Regions from separate parts of the Triticum aestivum genome. Here region 1 is linked to region 2. A link is a contact called in public Hi-C data. All regions are on one chromosome and are shown on one strand. The core of a region is the stretch at or near the end of the contact, and the rest is flanking DNA. Distances in the headings are between cores, read along the strand shown. Region 1 holds the start of LOC123148176 (calcium-dependent mitochondrial ATP-magnesium/phosphate carrier protein 2). Region 2 holds the start of LOC123148175 (phospholipase D alpha 2).

Evidence for each region. A called contact is a pair of places that touch in the nucleus more often than the background predicts.
Region 1: a contact with region 2 is called in a Hi-C map of leaf, with 4 times the contacts expected there. The contact joins the promoter of LOC123148176 here to the promoter of LOC123148175 in region 2. A contact is called at or near these places in 2 of 5 Hi-C or Micro-C datasets (both in leaf).

Annotation. Positions count from the first base shown.
Region 1 is chr7A:553,651,479-553,657,519 of IWGSC CS RefSeq v2.1, reverse strand. LOC123148176 (calcium-dependent mitochondrial ATP-magnesium/phosphate carrier protein 2) reads right to left here and starts at 3,546. Exons shown (of 4, transcript XM_044567542.1): 1 at 2,977-3,546. The coding sequence starts at 3,469.
Region 2 is chr7A:553,467,349-553,472,924 of IWGSC CS RefSeq v2.1, reverse strand. It overlaps LOC123148175 (phospholipase D alpha 2), which reads right to left and starts at 2,564. Exons shown (of 3, transcript XM_044567541.1): 1 at 2,170-2,564; 2 at 1-1,854. The coding sequence starts at 2,277.

The DNA.
Region 1 (6,041 bases), core at 2,297-4,796, 180 kb before region 2:
TAGCAATGAGGTATATAATCTTCGGACTGCCTAGCTAAGCTGCAGCCGTGTTGGCTGCCGTAGAAATTGCACCAACAAGCAGGATAGGATTCCTCCCTGGAGAGTGTTTTTGATACATCTGATTTTAGTTGCCTATGCCATGCAATGTTTAGTAACAAGGTATATAATCTTGGGACTGCCTAGCTAAGCTGCAGCCGCGTTGGCTGTTGTACTAATTGCACCAACAAGCAGGAGAGGATTGCTCCCTTGGACAAGGTGAAGATCAAGGTGAATAAACGATAGGGTAGCGGTTATTAACTGTCCAAGTTTTCGGCATCAGCAATAACGTGATGTCTAAAGAAATGGATAGGATTTGAGGCTGCATGCATGCATGTTTGTTCCAATACCAATGAATGACCACATAATTAAAGAATACCCATAATCAGGAAAAAAACATGTTCCACATATTGGGCAGAACCAAACTATAATAGTGTATATCTAGTCGAAGCATGAGATGGTACGCCGATTACGCACACCCAGTATAAGCTATACGTTCGTGCTGGATTATTATGCACTTTAATGCAGGAGAGCATGCCAAATGACAATATCAGGTGTTCATAGTCATTTTTAGTGGTAACGTGGAACTGTTTGATAAGAGAGGATTTAGGGCCACACAATTATTTAAATGATCTAAACTATGACTTATCAACACCTACATCTGGTAGAATATCATGTGACTGAATATGTGAGTGGTTGGAAATAAACCATCAATATTAGTTGTAGCAGCTATTTTCATGTGTTCAATTTCAACTCGTTTAGAAAGTGGTGTTAAAAGTTTAGAACAAGAAATCGACTTAACTGTAAACCACGATGAACTTGAAAGCATTGGCAAAATTTTAGCAGTGTTCTATAGCATAAAACAGCCAAACTATGAGAAAACATGATGCCTTCATGGCTATTGACATTATGCAGCAAGTTATATGCTCATATTAGTTACTCCCTCCCTTCACTATTAAGGCCTCTTTTGGTTCATAGGATAGGATTATCATAGGAATAGGAATCTTGTAGGAAATGAGATAACATGTATCTCAAATCCTATGAGTAGAAATAGGAAACAAGATGTTATTTGGTTGACACCAAAGGAATTTTTCCATTGAGTCTAGGCTCTTTTTTATTTTCCTATGAAATGTGGAGGATAGGAACCAATCCTATGTAGGAATAGGAATCCATTCCTATGAACCAAAGGGCTCTAAAGGAAAAAATCCTATAAGAATCCTATCCTCTAGAATTCGTATGAAATTCCTCTAAACCAAAGGAGGCCTAAAAGATGTTCTAACTTTTTTCTGAATCGGATGTACATAGGCGCGTTTTACTGTGTTTGTTCACTCATTTCAGTACGTATATAGTCCATATTGAAATATCTAAAACATCTTATATAATTTGGAACAGAGGGAGTAATTGGGAAAGCTAACAAGACCTGCACTGTCATACATCACTGCACAATTATTTTACTGGAAAGCTACAATACACCACCATGTAATTGAGTCTACAGAACACGACTAGGTACCAAGGCAAGGCACAGACCCAAAAAAAAGCACTTCAATCAACATAAGGTGCAGTGAAATTGAAGTTCCAAGGTCCAAAACACACATGTTCCAGCATGGCACGGTATATGACAGAAAAACAGAGAACAAACAATTTGCCAACTGATCATAGACCAAACAGTGGGCCTATTAAATACTAGTGGTATAGTATTTCTAACTCTAAAGATTCAGCCAATTCTTAGCAGTCAACAAGCAATGTAAGCCTTCAGTGCTCATGTATGGTAAAGAAATAGGTTGGACTTCAAATGTATCGAATGTGCTACATATGTTATGAACCGTTGCAAATTAATCTATAGATGAAATGTGTTGCCGTGTTGGTGTTCAGCTTTTTGATGGAATTAGTAGTGTACAATTCTGTTCTAAAGTTTCTTCAAAATTCAAAACTTCAGTGGTGCTATTGGAGTGATATTTTTATTTTATTTTGCACCAAACAAATGCTAAGCACTCAGGTACATTGCCCTTTTGCTTACTGCATCTTAAGTGATTTACGGATCCAATATCCCAAGTGGGCATTTTGGGTTCTGGCCAGTTTTGTTTAGTAGCTTGACAAACCGAGGTATCCTACAACAAGAAAGATATATAAATTGATGCCTAAGTGCCTAACTTAAACAACATGTTTCGTACACTACAAATCTTTTTGCAGGAGCAAGACAACAGCATTAAGTTCATCCCCAACTGTGCATCAACATGAACACTTACGTGATGGTTATGGTATTATTGCTGAGCTGCATTTCGTCATGTTAATACAAACTAAACTCTAAAGTCAGGTTGACATTTTATGTACTCTCAATTTGCTAGTGGTAACACACTGGTTAAAATTGATGTTCCTAATCTGAGAGGTTAAATTACATTTCCATCGAGAAATAATAAGCTTACATGCTTAACAAATTTAATGTATTACTCGATCATCTTGTATTTTGCCAAATAGCCAAGGTACCTCCTAGAGCTCAGTTTCTCCACTGCTCAGACATTACAATAAGGCCAGTTCTGGCCCTCAGGGCCTACCGAGACTCACCATTCTGTGAAAACAGACATACACCAACTAAAAGTGTGATTGAACATAATTGGCACCAGTATCTATACTATCTAGTCAATCGCAAAGGACCCTTCTAATGTCCAGACATGACAACAGTGACATACATCTGCTCACAGAGTAAATCCCCAAGAAGTAAAAAAGGGCTACACTCCAACGGGTTGGCTACTGATTTGCTTGTTGCAAGCATCCAACAACAACCAGGCAGAAATATGCTACAGAGACTGCATTTCGCACAACGCGTCATAATTTACAATTAAGATGCCACTGCAACCAGCGTGTGACCACACAGCAGGGGCGATTGTATTGAGGAGGTCGGTAGCTGTACAGGCGGGGGGTGGGGGTGAGGCTACAACATACCAGCCTTGACGAGGGCGTCCCAGAGCTCCTCGGGGAGGATGCAGCCGTTGTGCTCGACGTCGATGGCCTGGAAGATGCGGTAGAGCTCGAGCTCCTTGTCGTCCATGTAGCGCCTGAAGTCGTCGTAGCCGACGCGGCCGTCGCGGTCGCGGTCGCAGGCGCGGAGCAGCTCCCGCGCGTACTTGCACTCGGCGGGGACCTGCAGCGCGGCGAGGCCGGCCTCGATCTGCGCGTAGTCGAGCTGGCCCCTCCCGGACGTGTCGAAGAAGTCGAACATGTCCCGGATCCGCGCCTCCCGCTCCTCCTCCGTCTCGTGGAGCGCCAGCAGCACGTGCTCCATGGTCACGGGGCCCGCCTTGCGCACCGGCTCGCACGGCCCCCCTGCGGCCGCCGCTGGCGCCGCCGCCGCCGCAGCCGTCGCCGCGGCGGCCACGGGGGGAGGGGGTGCGGCGGTGCCGCGGGGTTCCACCGCGTGGGCCGCCGCGCCGGGCATGGCGACGGCGGCGGCGAGGCGGAATGGGGGGAGGAGGGGGAGGTGGTGGTGGTGGGTTGGTTTGGGGAATGGAATAGAATCGAGTCGGAATCGAAGGGAGAGGGAAAGGAGGGGAAGGAGGGGTGGAAGGGAAGGGAATGCACGTGTGGGTTTCAGCCCTACGGGTAGGGTACCCTACCCGTATGAGCGTCGCTGGATGGGTATGGGCTACCCGTGCGGACCTTTCCCATGTCCTCCTACGAATTGGAGCACCCTCCACTGTGCAAGAACCTGCACCAAAGTCCAATGGCATATCCTTTGTTTGAAAAAAGCATATTACGTATGCGCTTTGTTATTTATAGATTATCATCAAAATCTGTAGTACAATATACTCCCTCCGTTCCTTTATGGAGTATAAGGTGTATTTGTTTTTTCCAAACGTCAAACGAGTGCATGTTTTTTTTTGCGAGAAATCTTTCGATCTATTCATCTTCAATCATGGCAGTACAACGAACACCAAAAATAATAAAAAATTACATCCAGATCCGTAAACCACCTAGCGATGACTACAAGCACTAAGGCGCGTCGCCGTCATCGCCCCTCCATCATCAGAGTCGGGCACAACTTGTTGTAGTAGACAGTCGGGAAGTCGTCATGCTAAGGCCCCATAGGACCAGCGCACCAGAACAGCAATCACCGCAGATGAAGAATAACGTAGATCAATAGATCAATAACGAGTGCATGTTTGGCTGAGCTTTTATAAAAATATATCAATATTTACAATACAAAATTCATATCATTGGATCCATCAAGAAAAGTAGTTTCATATTTTATCTATTAGGTATTGCGGATGTTGTTATTTTATTCTATAGTCTTGATCAAACATTCAAATGGTTGATTTGCACGGAAATCAATACACCTTATAGGGCTCTGGCGGAGTATGTGTAAGAATGTTTCCTTGCATATGGGGTTTCTTTGGATTACAAGATATTCGTAGAACTTTTGGAGGATTTGAATCCTAAGATTCTTTTTTCTGCGAAGACCTTTGACTCAATAAATTGGAATTATCCAATTCCGGTGAAATCCATTTTTTTAAATAACCACCTTTATTAATTAGAAATAACGGTTACATCGTCTATTAGAGATTGTACAATCTCGACTAAAGGCTCCTCAATCCAACCCCTTGTCTCAGAAAATCTAGCTAATCTGGCAAGTTCATGAGCTACCTTATTCGCTTCCCTATTACAATGCTCAAACCTAGTGAGAGGAAAACCATATGCTAAAAATAACAATCATCAAAAATTGTCGCCGCTGCTCCTGCTGAACGTCCTCCATTCTTCATGGTATCAATGACTTTCGTATTGTCAGAATTAATGTCAAGGCGATTGCAACCCGCCTTATGTGCGAGAGATAATCCGAACCTTAGAGCCAAAGCTTCTGCCTTCAAATGGGGCAGACCAAGGCACCAGGTCCAAATGGCTTTCCGGCACTCTTTTACCAGAATCATTGGGATCATTTGCAAACAGATGTTTGTTCCGTCGTGCGAGGTTTCTTGACAGGGGCTGAAATGCCTGAAGGTTCTTGTGATTCGATAATTGTTCTAATTCCTAAAGTCCGTAGTCCTGGAACATTGACAAATTTTCATCCAATTAGCCTTTGCAATGTCATTTGCAAAATAGCATCTAAAGTTCTTGCTAACAGGCTCAAGCTTTTCTTGCCAGAGATAGTGTTAGAGCAACAAAGTGCTTTTGTTCCCGGGCGGCCGATTACTGACAACGTGCTTATTGCATATGAGTGACTTCAGAACATCCGCAAGCAACGGATCAAAACTCCACACTTTGCTCTAAAATTTGATATGATGAAGGCATATGACTGGGTGGAATGGTGCTACTTGGAGGGCATCCTATTGAAGTTGGGTTTTGTTCCCTATTGAGTCGCGACAGTGATGAGATGTGTTACCTCTATTTGATATGATGTCCGGGTTAATGGAGACTACACAAATCCCTTTGTTCCATCACGTGGTATAAGACAAGGGGATCCATCCGTCCATACCTCTTTCTCCTTTGCACGGAGGGCCTATCATGTGTGCTTCAACGATAATAGAAAGATGGGGTTTTATGTGACATTCGCAATGGTAGAAAGGGCCTGATACGTCCATTTTGCATCATGCTTTTATATCAATATTTATTGCATTATGGGCTATTATTACACATTATGTCACAATACTTATGCGTATTCTCTCTTATTTTACAAGGTTTACATAAAGAGGGAGAATGCCGGCAGCTGGGATTCTGAGCTGGAAAAGAAGCAAATATTAAAGACCTATTCTGCACAGCTCCAAAAGTCCTGAAACTTCACGGAAGATGTTTTCCGAATATATAAAAAATACTGAGAGTAAGAACTTCACCAGGGGGCCACACCCTGTCCACGAGGGTGGGGGCGCGCCCTACCCCTCTGGGCACGCCCCCTACCTCGTGGGCCCCCTGGTGGCCCTCCGGTGGCCATCTTCTGCTATATGGAGTCTTTCGATGGGAAAAAATCATAAGCCATCTTCTCGGACGAAACTCCGCCGCCACGAGGCGGAACCTTGGCG
Region 2 (5,576 bases), core at 1,315-3,814:
TGACCCAGGCAATGGATGATCAGCAGGTTCATACTCTCCGCTCCTCTTCGCTTCCCTGTTCCCTAAGCAAAAGAAGGTGAGGTAATCCTTGGGGCTTGCGTCGATCCCCTTCGCCTTAAGTGCGATGGAAATGTCATAGTACATCATGTCCATCGTCCTTCTCTGCCAATCTAATATTGCCTGCACAGATCCACCTTCAGGAGCACCTTCCGGCCACATTGGCACCACCACATAGACCACGAAATGCTCACCAGCCTCAATCTTGCTCACAATCTTCAGTGAAAGCTCTCTGGGAATCAGATGCAATGCCTCGATTTCCTCCGGTCTTATGTCGTCGGCCTTCCACGCGAATGAACTGCCAAGGAAATACTGATTCTCGATGTAGATGAAGTGCTGTGCGCGACGTATCGCGTGGATGTAGGCATCCTGGATGCTCCTGTCAAGGGTGTTGTTCTTGCCACTGACGAGGCCGGATCGAGCAGCTTGCTCAGGGGTGTTAGGAAAGCCGAAGCTCGCACCGCCGTCAATGGACCGGAACACCTGCACATTCCACGCCTCCTGGTCATCGGGGAATGTCACGGTCGACGGCGGTATGATCAGGTTCGCCAAGGCTCTCAGATCGACGAGGAGGTCATTGTCACCACCTTGCTTCCTCCACCTCTGCTCGAAGTTGTAGAGGATGTCCCACGCGGCCGGACCTTCGATCTTGGCATGGATGTCGTGCCATGGCTCCCTCGGCCCGCCCTTGGTGATGGACGTGTCGACAAAGTTGGGTTGGTGGAAGTCCTTGTGGTGCGCCGTGTCCATCGTCCTGAACAGGGAGTGGAACTGCGTGTCGTAGCGACCGTCGCAGAGGTCGAGGCCGCCGACGAAGCTGACGATGCGGCGGCGGCTCAAGCTGCCCCTCACCGGCATGTCGTGGTCGACCGCGATGATCTTCTGGTGATGGCTGATCATGTAGGCAGTCTGCAAGCCCATGACGGCGCTTCTGCCGATGTCGGGGTTCCGCGGGCAGAGCACGCACTGCACGTCGGTGCCGCGGAAGTACTCCGCCGTCTCGGCGTCATGCGTCCCCATATACCCCCATGTCATGCCGAGGGACTCGACGGAGGTGCGGTCATCCCAGACCAGCATGAGCACGCGCACGCCCTCGCTGGCCTTGCGCTTGAGGAGCTCGCCGAGGGTGGCGTCGCCGCCGGGGCGCGGCCGGGAGCCGTCCCGTATCAGCGTGATCTCGGTGTACACCGACCAGCCGGTGACGTATATCAGGTGGCGCGCGTCACTGATGGCGTCGAACACGTCCTCCCAGCACCGGCCCTGCTGGTAGGTCCGGCCGCCGGAGAGCGGGATCCTGGGCGCGAACGCGTCCGGGGTGTGCGCGTCCTGGTACAGGGTGACCCTGCACCCGGGCCGCTGGGAGAAGAAGGTGTACGGCACGCCGGGGTGCCGCGCGCCGCCGAGGCCCGCGCCCCACTCGCGGGGATTGGCGGCGACGTCGCAGAACCTGAGCCGCACGTGTATCGTGGGCCCGTGGTGGATCTTCTTCTTGCTCGGGTCGAGGACGTCGAGCCGGCGCTCGATCTCCCGGCCGCCGGCGTCGAGCAGCTCCCGGACGGGGAGGTAGGCGCGGCCGATGAGCGTGGCGCCGATGGGCTGCGCGGCCTTGACGGTGAAGACGACGTCGGCGGCGAAGTGGGCGCAGTAGATGTGGAATTCCTCGTACCAGCGCGGGTTCACCGGGTCGCCGGCGATAACCCGCGTCCGGCCGACGCGCGCCTTGCCGAGGTCGACGGTCGCGTACAGCTGCGTCGACCCCTTGCCGCGCCCGATCGTCTCCTCGAACCCCTCCACGAACTGCAACCAGACAACAAGATTCCTTACCAATCCGACAAGCTTCCTACGCATTCAAACGAACAAATCTACTACTAGCGGCCAACATCAGACCGTAAAAATCGCATCTCCTTTCATGCGCTACGGCAACCAAGAATTTCTCTTCCATCTAGAACCCCAAGAATTCCTCTGCCGCCGAGCAAGATTTCAGATCTCCGGGCTCGAAGGGAGTGGGATATGATATTTTCTTCGTTTCTACTCTACGGACGCAATCTACTCTGCTTACACTCTGCCGTGGTTGTAGCAAGTGCAAAGAGGGGAGGAAGGGGAGTGACTGACCCTGCGGAAGATCTGGGGGGCGCCGCCGGTGGCGCGGTCGGGGTTGGTGAGGTTGTCGGCCTCCAGGATGGTGGCGTGGAGGGTGCCGTGCAGCAGCCGGTGAGCCATTGCTGCCGCGCCGTCTCACCTCACCTCCCAAGTCAGTCCCAAGAGAGCTTCAGACTGTCGACTATCGAGACGGACGAAACAATGCGCCAAGAAGGGCAGGCCAAGGAAAACCACAATGTCCACGTAACCTTACGGGCTAAGGCAAAGGGGTCTGACTCTGACCGTCCGTCCAATAGGAGAGAGAGATTGGAGTCTGAGAGATGGAGCAAAGTGGTGACCTTAAATGGGTCGAACCAGCAGGAAATTGCTGGAAGAAATTAATGGCGGGAGGAAACTAGCAATGCACGGAATTAATAGGCGCCGAAAATACATCGCGCCATTTTGGTTCTGTGATTAATGCCTTGTATTCTCGTAATATATTTACTCCAAACGAGAAAGACGAAGTGGGAGCAAAGGCGCGAGGGGCCAAAGCAGACGCGGCTGCCTGGCACTTTTGTGGAGCAGGGGTCACATGGCGTCAACGCTACAGATCGCAGAGCTCCAACGTGCGCGTACGATGAGAAAGAGTGGAGAAGATGCCATTGTCGTCCACGCGGAGCACGAGCGCGGCACTGAAGTACTCTACTACCATGCGCGCACTATCACTGTGGTTAGTGGGAGGATGGGGTCCTTAGCCCATTGAGACTTACTCCTGACACTCGCATTATTTTTGAATTTATTTCAGGATGTCCGGCCATTCAGACCTACTCCAACCCGTTCACCGGACAGGACCCCGCTGACACCCGCAACATCAACATCCACAAACGCGTCCCTGTCGTCCTTGATGCCACCGACTCCACGTACTTCGCGTAGAAGACATACTTTTCGCTACTCTTCCGCGAGAACAATCTTGTGGATCATGTTGACGACACGTCGACTCACGCGCCATGGTGAGCGACTCCGAGTGGACTGCGATCGACGCCACGCTTATCCGGTGGTTCTTCACCACCATCTCCAAGGACCTGTTTCACACGATCGTGAGCGATGGTGATGACGCCCGCGCAGTGTGGGTCAAGCTCAACGGGCTCTTCACCGACAACAAGCTTCAGCGTCGCATTTTTCTGCAGCAGGAATTTTTTGACTGTCATCAGGATGACCAGTCTATCGATGACTATGGGCGTCGCCTGAAGACGTTGGCGGATGAACTCCGTGACATCGGCGCCAAGGTTGATGACGATCTCCTCCTCAGCATGCTCACCGCCGGCCTCAAGAAGGACTTCGGCAACGCCGCCTTCAACCTCACCTTGATGCCGGAGCCCCCCTTCCCCAAGTTTGTGGCGTACTTGTAGTTGGAGGAGCGCCGAATAAAGGGGGTGAAGAAGCGTGTGCAGCACCACGCCCTCGCCGTCGGCACCCGGCCGCCACCCGCGCCCCGGCAGCAGCCCCCCCGCTCCCCCGGGGTTCTTCCCCCTCCCGCCCGCGCCCCCGCCCCTCCCGCTGCCCCTCAGCTGCAGCCACAGGGTGGTGGCCGGTGCGACAACCGCTGCGGGGGCGGCACAAGTAGCAGCTCGAGGCGCAAGGGGGGGCCCTCGTCAGCAGCAGGCGACTCCACCGTGGACCTATGGCACCAATCCGTGGACGAGCGTCGCCCACGCATACTCGATACCGGTTCCTCGGCCTCCCGCCCTGGGCATCCTTGGACCTCGTCCGGCGAGCTGTGTAACGCCCTCGATGCGGCTATATCTCCTACGTGTCGAAGCACGACTTAAAGGCATAACCGCATTGAAAGCAATGTCGCAAGTAAGATAATCTTCACAACAACCCATGTAAATATATAAAAGGGGAAAGGATAACATAGTTGGCTTACACTCGCCACGTCACACAAATACGTGAATAACATTACAATCATCCAATACACTCATGGTCTGACTACGGTACCAAAATAAAGATCAACCCCAACATGCGACACGGTCCCCAATTGCCCCAACTGGGCACCACTATTGATCATCTGAGAAAGACACACAGTAACGGCGAGAGTCTTCGTCGAACTCCCACTTGAGCTCAAGCGCATCGTCTGGAACGGTATCATCGGTCCCTGCATCTGGTTTTGGAAGTAAACTGTGAGTCACGGGGACTCAGCAATCTCGCACCCTCGCGATCAAGACTATTTAAGCTTATAGGTAAGGCAAGGTAATATGTGGAGCTGCAGCAAACGACTAGCATATATGGTGGCTATCCTGTTCGCAAAAGAGAGCGAGAAGAGAAAGGCAAAGCACGAACGAAGAACTATGATCAAGAAGTGATCCTATAGCAACCTATGTCAAGCATTACTCCAACACCGTGTTCACTTCCTGGACTCCGCTGAGAAGAGACCATCACGGTAACACACGCGGTTGATTCATTTTAATTAAGTTAAGTTTCAAGTTATCTACAATCGGACATTAAGAAATTCCCATCTGCCCATAACCGCGGGCACGGCTTTCGAAAGTTCAAATCCCTGCAGGGGAGTCCCAACTTAGCCCATCACAAGCTCTCACGGTCAACGAAGGATATTCCTTCTCCCGAGACATTCCGATCAGACTCGGCATCCCGGTTTTACAAGACATCCTCGATATTGGTAAAACAAGTCCAGCAACACCGCCCGAATGTGCCGGCAAATCCCGATAGGAGATGCACATATCTCGTTCTCAGGGCACACTCAGATGAGACATCCTACGAGTAAAACCAACTCTCAAGTTGCCCCAAGGTGGCCCCGCAGTCTACTCGGTGGGACCAACACTCAAAGGAGCACTGGCCCAGGGAGGTTTAAATAAAGATGACCCTTGGGCTTCGGAAACCCAAGGGAAAAAGAGGCTAGGTGGCAAATGGTAAAACCAAGGTTGGGCATTGCTGGAGGAGTTTTATTCAAGGAGAACAATCAAGGGGTTCCCATTATAACCCAACCACGTAAGGAACGCAAAATCCGAGAACATAACACCGATATGACGGAAACTAGGGCGGCAAGAGTGGAACAAAACACTAGGCAAAAGGCCGAGCCTTCCACCCTTTACCAAGTATATAGGTGCATTAAGATAAACAAGATAATATGGTGATATCCTAACAATAAACAATGTTCCAACAAGGAACGAGCTCCAATCTTCACCTGCAACTAGCAACGCTATAAGAGGGGCTGAGCAAAGCGGTAACATAGCCAATCAACGGTTTGCTAGGACATGGTGGGTTAGAAGTTTGACATGGCAATTTGGGAGGCATGATAAGCAAGCGGTAGGCGTCATAGCATAGGCATAGCAAAAGAGCGAGCATCTAGCAAGCAAAGATAGAAGTGATTTCGAGGGTATGATCATCTTACCTACAAAGTTGTCATAGTTGACTTGGTCCTC